2 separate regions of the Mus musculus genome follow, and region 2 is linked to region 1. The links are chromatin contacts, called in public promoter capture Hi-C maps. All regions are on one chromosome and are shown on one strand. The core of a region is the stretch at or near the end of the contact, and the rest is flanking DNA. Distances in the headings are between cores, read along the strand shown. Region 1 overlaps Slc9a3r1 (solute carrier family 9 (sodium/hydrogen exchanger), member 3 regulator 1). Region 2 holds the start of Trim80 (tripartite motif-containing 80).

Evidence for each region. Promoter capture Hi-C pulls out the DNA fragments that hold promoters and counts their contacts.
Region 2: a contact with region 1 is called in a promoter capture Hi-C map of embryonic stem cells. The contact joins the promoter of Trim80 here to the enhancer-like site in region 1. A contact is called at or near these places in 5 of 39 promoter capture datasets (the C10 cell line, the HPC-7 cell line, cranial neural crest and 2 more) and 3 of 115 datasets of contacts at active chromatin or transcription factors (acute myeloid leukemia and embryonic stem cells).

What each region holds. Positions count from the first base shown.
Region 1 is chr11:115,170,294-115,175,460 of GRCm38.p6, forward strand. The region is part of intron 1 of Slc9a3r1 (solute carrier family 9 (sodium/hydrogen exchanger), member 3 regulator 1); the gene reads left to right. Among named protein-coding and RNA genes, the nearest start is that of Slc9a3r1, 9.5 kb to the left of the region's middle. Within about 2 kb of position 2,653, at least 176 of the 459 cell types and tissues checked have an H3K27ac peak or open chromatin away from gene starts, as enhancers often do. A contact at or near this core is called in the HPC-7 cell line, acute myeloid leukemia, embryonic stem cells and 1 more, where this site is marked.
Region 2 is chr11:115,438,602-115,443,768 of GRCm38.p6, forward strand. Trim80 (tripartite motif-containing 80) reads left to right here and starts at 1,944. Exons shown (of 8, transcript NM_001033775.3): 1 at 1,944-2,005; 2 at 2,106-2,149; 3 at 2,480-3,144. The coding sequence starts at 1,953.

The DNA of each region.
Region 1 (5,167 bases), core at 1,403-3,902:
GAGACCCTGCCTGGGAAAAAGAATCCGATTTTTGGGTCAAGTTGTACTTTGGATTTTCAGATTAGGAATACTCAGCCTGCAAAAATACAAAAAAGGTAAACTACCCAGGCAGTGGAGGCAAACATCTTTAACTCCAGCACGCAGGAGGTAGAGGCAGAGGCAGATGGATCTTTGAGTTGGAGGCCAGCCTGGTCTACAAAGCAAGTTCCAGGACAGCCAGGGATATACCAAGAAACCTTGTCTGGGGTGGGGATGGGGAGAGAGAGAAACTTTTAGGGGAGGGGGGTATTTGCTTTGGTTTGGTTTGATTTTTTGAGACAGGATTTCTCTGGTGTAGAGCCCTGGCTGTCTCCTGGAACTTATTTTGTAGACTAGGCTGGCCTTAAACTCAGAGATTCACCTGTCTCTCCTTTCCAAGCCCTGGGATTAAAGATATGCACCCCCCACACTATTTCAGATTTTTAAGCAAATCCGTACATTGAAATGGTAATATTTTGATTACAATGTGACTATCTCTTGAGGGGAGGGGTGAAACTCACTGTGTAGACCAGGCTGGCCTCCTGCTCACTGAGGTCTGCCTGCCATGGATACCGTGCCTGGGTGTTTTTTTTTTTTTTTTAATTCCCCATGGCTGGTATACACTAGTGCTTCTTCAGTTCTGAGTTCAAGTCCTGGCCCCTCCTCTTATCAACTGTATATAGTGGAGCAATTCACTCTTTAAACCTGGCTTTCTCCTCTGTGAAATGTGGGCATATCTATCTCCCTTACAGGATCACAATTGGGGTTCATATGAGAACAAATACCTATGGCCCCAGCCTAGTGCCTAGGACATGCTAAACAGTCAGTAAGCGGTAGCTGTTATTTGTTTCTTCAGTAGCAAGCCAGCCCCTGCTTCACAATGAGCTCCTTGAATGTCCTTGCTTAGTCTCTTGGGACAGCCCATAAATCGGCAACTTCTGGGAGAAGGCTTGGGGGTTGGTAACGACGGACTTGCCTGCAGGGCCGGCAGGAAGGCACCTGGCGGCCAGCCTTGGATGGGGTCCAGCCAGGCAGCAGCCCAGGTACCAGCCTGCTCTGTCTCAGGCCTCCCCAGCCTGGGAGAGAACTGAGCGGAACTCTGCTTCACCTTAAGTCTCTGGCCAGCACTGAGGAGACACTGAGGGACTAGTCAGAGTGAGGACCTGGCTCGGGGCCTCTGTCTCAGGAGTATCAGTGTCTCTGAAGCAGCACCCACTTTAGCTTTCCTGGTTCCTCCTTCTACCTGGCTCCTCCAAGGGCCAACCAACTCTCACACGTGTACACACACACACACATACACACACACTAGCAATTGGGACCAGACCCATTCTGATCCCAAGAAGCTGCAAGATCAAGGACGAGGGGGTAGGTAGCATCCTTCTTTTGCAGACATTACTTGGCCTGTGGAGATGAAAGAGGAAGGGTCCTACAGGGAACTCCAGATGATGCCATCTGAAGTAAGCAGATGACACTTTTAGTCTACAGTGGCTGAAGTGTTCCAGGCCCCTGGCCATTCCCCAGCCTGCCGGAGGGATAGCATTCCAGGCATTATGTGGCAAGCCTAGGCAGAATCAAGCCTGAGTCCACAGGGGGAAAACAAAATAACTGTCTTCCACAACTAAGCAGAAATGTCCCCAGCCCCTTCCCTCCGGGGTTTCTCCTCCCTGCCTCCCTCTCTCCCCCTTCTCTATCTGGGACTCCTTCCTCTGTATGGACCAGCAGGGCACTAGATATATTTTCATAAAGAAGGACTGAGCTTTCTAAGGACAGCCTTAGAAAGTGTCTCCTGGCCGCCCGGGTGGTCTCCCTACCCTCGGTGACCATCCCCCCCTACTGGGGCTTGGTGCAGCTCTGGGAAGTGGTAAAAACTGCCTGGGTTGTTTCTCCTGAGCCCATCACCAGGGCATCAGCCCAGGAGGGGGCTGGGCCCAAAGGGGCTTTGGTCCCCCTAGTAGTACAATCTAGTAGCCCTCCCTCGAAGGGGAGTGGGGAGTAGCCTTGGGCCCGCTCCCCAGAGACAGCACTGGGATTCGGGTATCGGCTTTCCCCAGCCTTCCAGGTGGCCACGGTGGTGACTATTGAATTCCGTGCCCCCATCCTCTCTCTCCCTGGCAGAGCAGAGCGTGGGTGGAGATGATGGTGTGGCCACTCAGGGTGGGGTTAAGACCCTGGGTCAGAGGGTCAAGGGGCAGCCTGGGAACTGAGAAGGGGCCCTTGAGGAGGCTTTGGAGACCGTGCTCCTGGTCCTCTGGAAAGCTGAAAGAGAGGTTCAGTCAGTCCAGCCTTGACCATTCCAGTCAAGGAATGACACCACCCTCTGCCACCGTTGCCTGGGGCTCTTGCCTCCTTGTCTCCAGTCTCCTGAACCAGTCCTGATTTTCACTTCCAGCTTGGAAGTTCCTGTGAAGGTTTACACAGCCTCTGACCTCATGTCCCCATGAAGGTGTCCCTCTCCCATGTCCCACGCTATGGAGCCCTCGAGTTGGCACAAGTGCAGGACACACACACCAAGCCTGGGACACTGTGGAGTTTTCCCCCTTTATCCCTTTTCCCAGAGGCAGAGCCCAAGCTCAGATACCTTGCCCTTCCCCCATTTCTACTTGGCTCTAGGCCTGGGAACTAGGGGCCTGTCCCCAGGGGACCTCCAAGCTCCACCCAAGCTGGGATGGGCTGACTCAGCAGCCACAATGAGTGACAGCTCCTGGGGACTGGAAGAGGACAGGCTAGTTTCTCTGGAAGTTGAAAACACTCTCCCTCCCCTGCTTGCGAAGGAAGAGACCCTCTAGAGTGGTGGTTCTCAACCTTCCTAATGCCGAGACCCTTTAACCCAGCTCCCCATGTTGTGGTGACCCCAGCCAGAACATGTTTCTTGCGACTTTGTAACTGTAATGCTGCCACTGTTATGAGTCATGAGTATGCTACGTAGGTGTGCTGGTTATGTCATATGACCCCTGCCAAAGGGTTGTTCAACTCCCCCAAGAGAGACCCACAGGTTAGGGACTGGTCTGGAGAATTCTGAAAGGGACCCATTAGTACTGAAAGTCTATGAGTGCTAGGTGGAGTGGGGCTTTCTGGGTAATACTACCCACCCTGCCCTGCCCCCCCCCCCCCCCCCCCCGAATCAGCCGGGAGCCTCGCAGAGGGAGTTAATAGAAAATGTCCTATCCCCTTAGGCAGGATCCTCCCAGTCTTCCTGGTCCTCCTGTTGCTAAAAGGATGCAAAGTGGACCTTTGAATTCTGACGGTAGGCGTCACTAGAAAAAGGGACACTGAGGTGACACTTGCTGAGGAGCACTGGGAAAAACCCAGAGCACACACTTGAAACCCGGAAGGTGGTCATAACAAGGCAATCTAGCCCAGCCCTGCCGACTCGGGAGTCACCTCTTCTGAGCCCTCAGCCTGGTTCTAGCCACAGTGCCAGCCTGGGCTTGCTCACAGCCCCGTCACCGGGCCAGGCTTTATCCTTCCACTCGGGCTGGGGTTTTGACTGAAAGAGGTGTGGAGCCCCCGGAAGGAAGCCTGTGGTTTGGTTTCGTGAGCTCCCAGACACCCGGTCAATGTGAAGGGAGCCTCCACTGTCTGTCTGTCACTAGGCTTCCCTCCAGATGGGCTGCCTGGCTCTGGACCCAAAGCTTAAGGACAGACAAACTGATGTGGTGGGAGTAAGGCAGGCAGCTCCCCAGTGAGACTGCTGTGGGATGTCCCGGGTAAGGGAACCCTAGGGGGAGGGTGGGGAGGAACCTGAGGCAAACTGAGATTCCACAGACTGAGGGCCACAGGAGGTGTGTGGCTGAGGCAGAAAGTTGAGCCTGTCCTGGTGGTAACAACTGGTCAGACCTGTTTCAGCTAACCTAGGCAGCCTGGGGGAGGGCCCGATGGCAGCTCCATATGGGGGATTAGCTGGAAGGAAGCGAGTCCTCACTCAGAACTCCCTGGCGCTGGGAGGGCCGCAGGAGGGGCTAGGTCCCAGCAGGGTGAGGAGGGGCCTCCTGTGGCTGCCTTCTCTTGGCTGCCCATTTGGTTGTCTTTGCTGTTTGGGGTGAGTGGTAAATAGCCACTGGGGAAAATCCCAAGTATCAACTTCTGCCTCCACAAACCCATCCAACATCCTGAAACAGGTCCACAGTGCCGCCCAAGCATCCTTCTTCCACCTTTAAATTTTACTCTGTGTGTGTCTGCGTATGTGTGTGTGTGTGTGTGTGTGTGGTGTGTGTCTGCGTGTGTGTGTGTGTGTGTGTGTGTGTGTGTGTCTGCGTGTGTGTGTGTGTGTCTGCATGTGTGTGTCTGCGTGTGTGTCTGCGTGTGTCTGTGTGTGTGTGTCTGTGTGGTGGGTGTGTGTCTGTGTGTGTGTGTAGGTTGCAGAGTGCCATGGTCAGAGGACAACCTGTGGGAGTCATCTCTCTGTCACGCGGGCTCTGGAGATGAAACTTAGGTGGTCTTGGCAGCAGCAAACACCTTAACTGGATGAACAGTCTCTCTGGCCTTCTCTCCCACCCTCCCTTGCCTTTTGTACCCCCCACCTAAGGATTTGGGCTTCTGAGCAGCCTAGTACACTACCCTCCCCACCCAGCATCTCAGGGTTACGAGACTGTTCCCCAGGAGCAGGGACAATAGCAAAGTGTTGGTATGCAGAGGGACTTAGTGAGGACAATGGCTACATCCAGGTCTGCCCGAGCGACTGGGAGCTCCCTAGTGTCCCTTTATACTGTGTCATTATGTCATTGTGCCTCAAAGGCAGCCACCTACTGAGGGTAGGCAGATAGCAATAAGCACCTTCTAAAAAGGAAGACCGGGAGGCTCAGGAAGGGAAATGATGCGCCCCAAGCCACAGGCTAGTCAGGAAGCCCCATGGGGTAGGTGGCAACCTAGGATTAGCCAGCCAGCCAGTGTCCCAACAGGCTGCCAGGACTTGGAGCTAGGGTCAGAGTAGTGCTTTGGCTCCAGCTTCTACAGGCTCGCACCCTGATTCTGGCCATCTGTCAATCAGTGTGAGCATCAAGAGTCCACCTGTCAATCAGTGTGCCTGTGAGCATCATCAAAGCTATGGCACGGAGCTGAGCCGCCGCTGAAGAGAATGAAAAACGTTAAAAGTTGTTCCCAGCTGAGTGCACAAAAGACAGCTAGCTGTTTGTGTCCTTTGGGAGGTGGG
Region 2 (5,167 bases), core at 694-3,193, 270 kb after region 1:
GGATCATGGATTAAGGTCATCTTTAGATAAGCAACAAGCTCAAGGCCAGTCTAGGCAGCTTAAGTAACCCACTGAGGAGAAAGCTCAGCTGACCAGGGCTTGCCCAGGGCACACAAGATCACAGTTTCAAACCTCAACATCAGGCTCTAGCGGAATCCTGATTTGATACACAATGACGAATGCAGTAGTTAAAACTTTGTATTTTTGTAATTAAACCATTATGTTTCCATAAGAGCAGAACAACGTCATATGTACAGTCTAAACACTGCAGCAGTTCCCAACATATACCAGTCTCCAGCCGGAGCAGAGGCAGGAGGCCTCGTTTGTGTTTATGTGGTGTGGCTCTGTGCAGCAGGCAAACTGCACATGGTATGTTCGGACAGCGGTGAGGTCGCTATTGCTGATGCTACACACCCTGGACACACTCCGCATTTGATTTTAGATTAATTTTTGACAGGTGGGAGTCCAGAAACTTTTCAATATCCAGAGGGTGAAAAGCTGGGTTTTAGTACCCTGGGTTTGATGCTCAGAACCTCAAAGAAAAGGAACTCCAGGGACTGGTGAGATGGCTCAGCAGGTAAGAGCACCTGACTGCTCTTCTGAAGTTCCTGAGTTCAAATCCCAGCAACCACATGGTGGCTCACAACCATCTGTAACGAGATCTGACTCCCTCTTCGGGTGTGTCTGAAGACAGCTACAGTGTACTTACATATAATAAATAAATAAATCTTAAAAAAGAAAAAGAGAAAAGGAACTCCATTACTCTCACACAAGCTTTCCACAAAGAGCTTGCAGCAGACACTGTAGTCAGTGGAAGATGCCTCCTCCGATCCCCACAACAAGATCAAGAGGAGGAGTCAGGCTAGTCTTTTGAAGCAGATTGACCTGACAGCCTGAAGCTTTTTAGAAGCTTTTTTCTGTGGGGTTCAGAAGGACAGGAAGTAAGCCACAAGCCACTAAATCAGAGCAATGGTGACTCACCAGCTTCCCAATCCCTGACTTCTCTTTCTAAGGGTTAGAAACAAAGTAACAGCAACAGATAGAATCTCCCAAAAGACTATGCTCTGGGCTACCCTGGGGATGTAACTCAGCGGTACAGCGTTTGCCTCCTGTGTGTAAGGCCCTGGCTTTGATCACCTGCATGGAGAAGGAGGAGGAGGAAGAGAAGGAAAGGGAAATACTGGAGAGATGGATTAAGAGCATTTGGTGTGCTGGGCCGTAGTGCCGCACGCCTCTAAGCTCAGCACTTGGGAGGCAGAGGCAGGCGGATTTCTGAGTTCGAGGCCAGCCCGGTCTACAGAGTGAGTTCCAGGACAGCCAGGGCTACACAGAGAAACCCTGTCTCGACCAAAAACAAAAACAAAAACAAAAACAAAACAAAACAAACAAACAAAAAAAAGCATTTGATGCTTTTGCAAAGGACCTAGGTTCCAGTCCAAACACTCACACAGGGACTCATAGCCATCTGTAACTCCAGCTCCAGGGGATCTGATGCCATCTTCTGGCCTCCTCAGGAACTGCATGCACGTGGTGCACATACTCTAATGGACAGACAAAACATGCATAGTAGAAATAAATAGATCTTTGAAGAAAAGGAGAGGAGGAGGAGGAAGAATACCAGAATGATGTATGATGCTTGGGTCATTAGTTAGCCCAGATCTTCCTGCTGCTCATTGGCCGTTTTCCCTCTCTGGTCAGAAATATGAACATCAATTGTAAGCGGCCCTAGGTGCTAGCAGCTTCTCAGCCGCGAGAGACATAGATGCTGGAGGTGAGAACCCATACATGGAGGAGTAGAGTGTGTTGGTACTGCATAGCACTGTAGTCTGCCCCATGGGACACCTGTGTCCTGATGACATCACAGGCAGGATGCAGGGACTGGCCGCACCTGAATTATGACATCAGCAAAACTTGCCTTATCCTCAAGGAAAGGGCATCTGGACAGAGAGACCATGAAACAGCGGCCACAGAGAAAGGAGAGAAGACGGCAATCATCGGTCCACAGGTAGGCACAAGAGGATGCGGGACGCCCTCAGAGCTGGTGAGGGAGGCTGCCGTAGGTCCTGGTACCTGAGTCTCTGTGGGTCTTTTCCTTCTTGGCACAGGGCAACAAAATATCTGGCTCTCATGGACATGCAGAAGATCTCAAGTGAGTTCAAGCTCCTGACCTTCCCTCCTAAGTGCCAAGGGAGTGGCCTCTCCCCCAGAGCATCTTGTCCTTCCTTCTGCCTTTCACCACCTCCCCCACAACTGGGGCTGAGACCAGGAAGTAAGATGCTCAGTGCCCACCCACATGGGGGTTGGCTGCCTATGCAGTCCTGGTTCCCTATGGTCAGACATCTGCTTCCAAAAGAAAGATGTAAAAAGGAGTATGCCTATGACATAAAGAACATGCCCCTGATGTGCAAGACCATGTCCCTGGGGTAAAGGGCCATGCCCTGGCCCCCTGCCATGCCCGGATTTTTCTCTGTCTTCTCAGGATCAGCCCAGGACAAACCCCCCTCACAGCTCTCTTCCCAGCCCTCCAGAACCCCGCTCCATCTCCTGATGGGCAGCAACAGCAGTCAGCACATGTTGGAAGACCAAGTCCTCTGTCCCATTTGCCTGGAGGTGTTCTGCAACCCAGTCACTACCGCCTGCGGCCATAACTTCTGTATGACTTGCCTTCAGAATTTCTGGGACCACCAGGCTGCCATTGGAGAGACTTACTATTGCCCCCAGTGCAGAGAGGCCTTCTCCAGCAGGCCCCGCCTCTGCAAGAACGTCATCCTCGGGGAGATGGTGGCTTGCTTCACCCAGGCCAAGAGCCAGACCTCAGGGTCCTTGTGGGGCCTGGCTGGCCCCACAGATGTGCCCTGTGACTTTTGCTCTCCGCAGAAGCTGAGGGCAGCCAAGTCATGCCTGCAGTGTGTGGCTTCCTTGTGTGAGAAACATCTGCGCAGCCACTTTGAGGACCAGCTGTTCCAGGACCACCAGCTGTTGGACCCAGTGTGGGACCTCACGAACCGCTTGTGCCGCAAGCATCGCAAGCTCCGGCAGCTGTATTGCCGCACGGAGGGCAGCTGCGTGTGCGGAGCCTGCCTATTGGAGGAGCACAAGAACCATGACACCACCCCCCTGGAGGATGAACGGGCCCGCAAAGAGGTGAGGTGGGCTGAGGAAAGGGCGTGCTCCAGGCTCTGAGAATCTGTCACATTTCGGGGGGTGGGGATGAACACAGCTGAAGCCAGGTTTTTCTGGCACCTAATATGGAAAGGCAGGAGTTTGAGAGGAGAACCTGTCTGAAAAGATGCTTAGGCAGGGCCGGCGAGATAAATGGATGCTTTCTACCCTAAGTTCCATCCTCAGAATCTACATTTAAGTGGAAGGAAAGTGGGGCGTGGTGACGCGCGCGTCTTTAATCCCAGCCTGTGGAAAGCAGAAGCAGATGGTTGTGAGTTTGAGGCCAGCCTTGGCTATGTAGTGAGTTTCAGGATAGTCAGAGCTGCATAGCGAGCTTTTAAGATTTATTTTTTTTATGTATATGAGAGTACACTGTAGCTGTACAGATGGTTGTGAGCCATCATATGGTTGCTGGAAATTGAACTCAAGACCTTCAGAAGAGCAGTCAATGCTCTTAATCACTGAGCCATCTCTCCAGGCCGAGACCCAACTCCTCAAAGCTGTCTATTGGTGCCCACACGCCCCTACAATAATAATACTTTTTTGAAGTTAGGCAGCTGCTAGCGTGATGGGTTATGTTATGGCACAAGAAAGCATTGGTAAGTTAATAAGGAAGGCTGCAGAACTGCTGGTCAGAAGTCTCTATGAATAGTGAATGATGTGTTGTTATGGGTAGGAAAGATTGTTTACAAGTCTCCCTTAGAGATGCATCCAGGAAACACCTGTGCAGGACGCACCTGCGCCTTTCTCCTCCCAAGAAGCCGCAGAAGACAGTAGCTGGAGAGATGGCTCAGCAGCTAGGAGCACAAACCAGAGGACCCCGGCTTTGACTCCCACCACCCACATGTTAGCTCACAACTGTAACTCCAGTTCCCTGGGAGTATGCAAAACATCCATACACATAAAATAAGAGACAAAAAAAAATTTTGTTTTGTTTTGTTTTTTTTTTTCGAGACAGGGTTCCTCTGTGTAGCCCTGGCTGTCCTGGAACTCACTCTGTAGACCAGGCTGGCCTCAATCTCAGAAATTCACCTGCCTCTGCCTCCCAAGTGCTAAGATTAAAGGCGTGCGCCACCACTGCCGGGCTGCTTTCTAATTTTTAAATTCCTTTTCTTGGTTTTGTTTAAAACAGTCCTCCCTGCCCATCACCATGTGTAGCTCACCACAGTCCTTCACAACCCTTCATTAAGCATCGCTCCCGGATCCAAGCGCTTGTGTGGCAGGCCTCAGAGGAAGGCATGGCTTCTGAGAAATTAGCCTCAATGGTTGTATAGCAACAGGTTATTATGAAAACAAAAAGAAGCATTCTTTTAAAATAGGATTTCCAGGCTATCTAGGCTTAAACATAATGTGCATGCCCCTGTAGTGAGTCTGTTTCCAACATTTGGGACGCGAAGCAGGGAGATGGCTTTGGGTTCAAGCCTAGCCTGGTCTACATAGCTAGTTTCAAGCTGAAGGGCTACATAGCGGACCCTCATTTCAAAAACAGGACAAGGGCCTGGAGAATGGCTCGGTCATTAAGAAACCTGGGTTCAGTTATGTGGCTCACAACTCTAGCCGTAAGGGATCCAAAACACTTTTCTGGTCTCCACCGGCACGCACAGGGTACACAGACATTACATCTAGGCAAAGACATTAAAAAAAAAATTACAATAAAATAAAACAAAGCCAAAACTGGGCATAGTGGTATGTGCCTGGAGCATTAGCAGTAAATAGCTTAGGCAAGAGGACCCCAAGTTCAAGGTCATCTCGGCTACATAAACTTGCTCCTCCTTCCCCCCACATTAAAAACAAACAAACAAACAAACAAACAGGTTTAGGAGGTTGCTCAGTAAGTAAAGTGCTTGATTCTATGGCACAAGAACCTGAGTTTAACCCCCAAGTTAAAACAGCCAGCCAGGCTGGGCGGTGGTGGTGCACGCCTTTGATCCCAGCACTCGGGAGGCAGAGGCAAGCGGATTTCAGAGTTTGAGGCCAGCCTGGTCTACAAAGTGAGTTTCAGGAC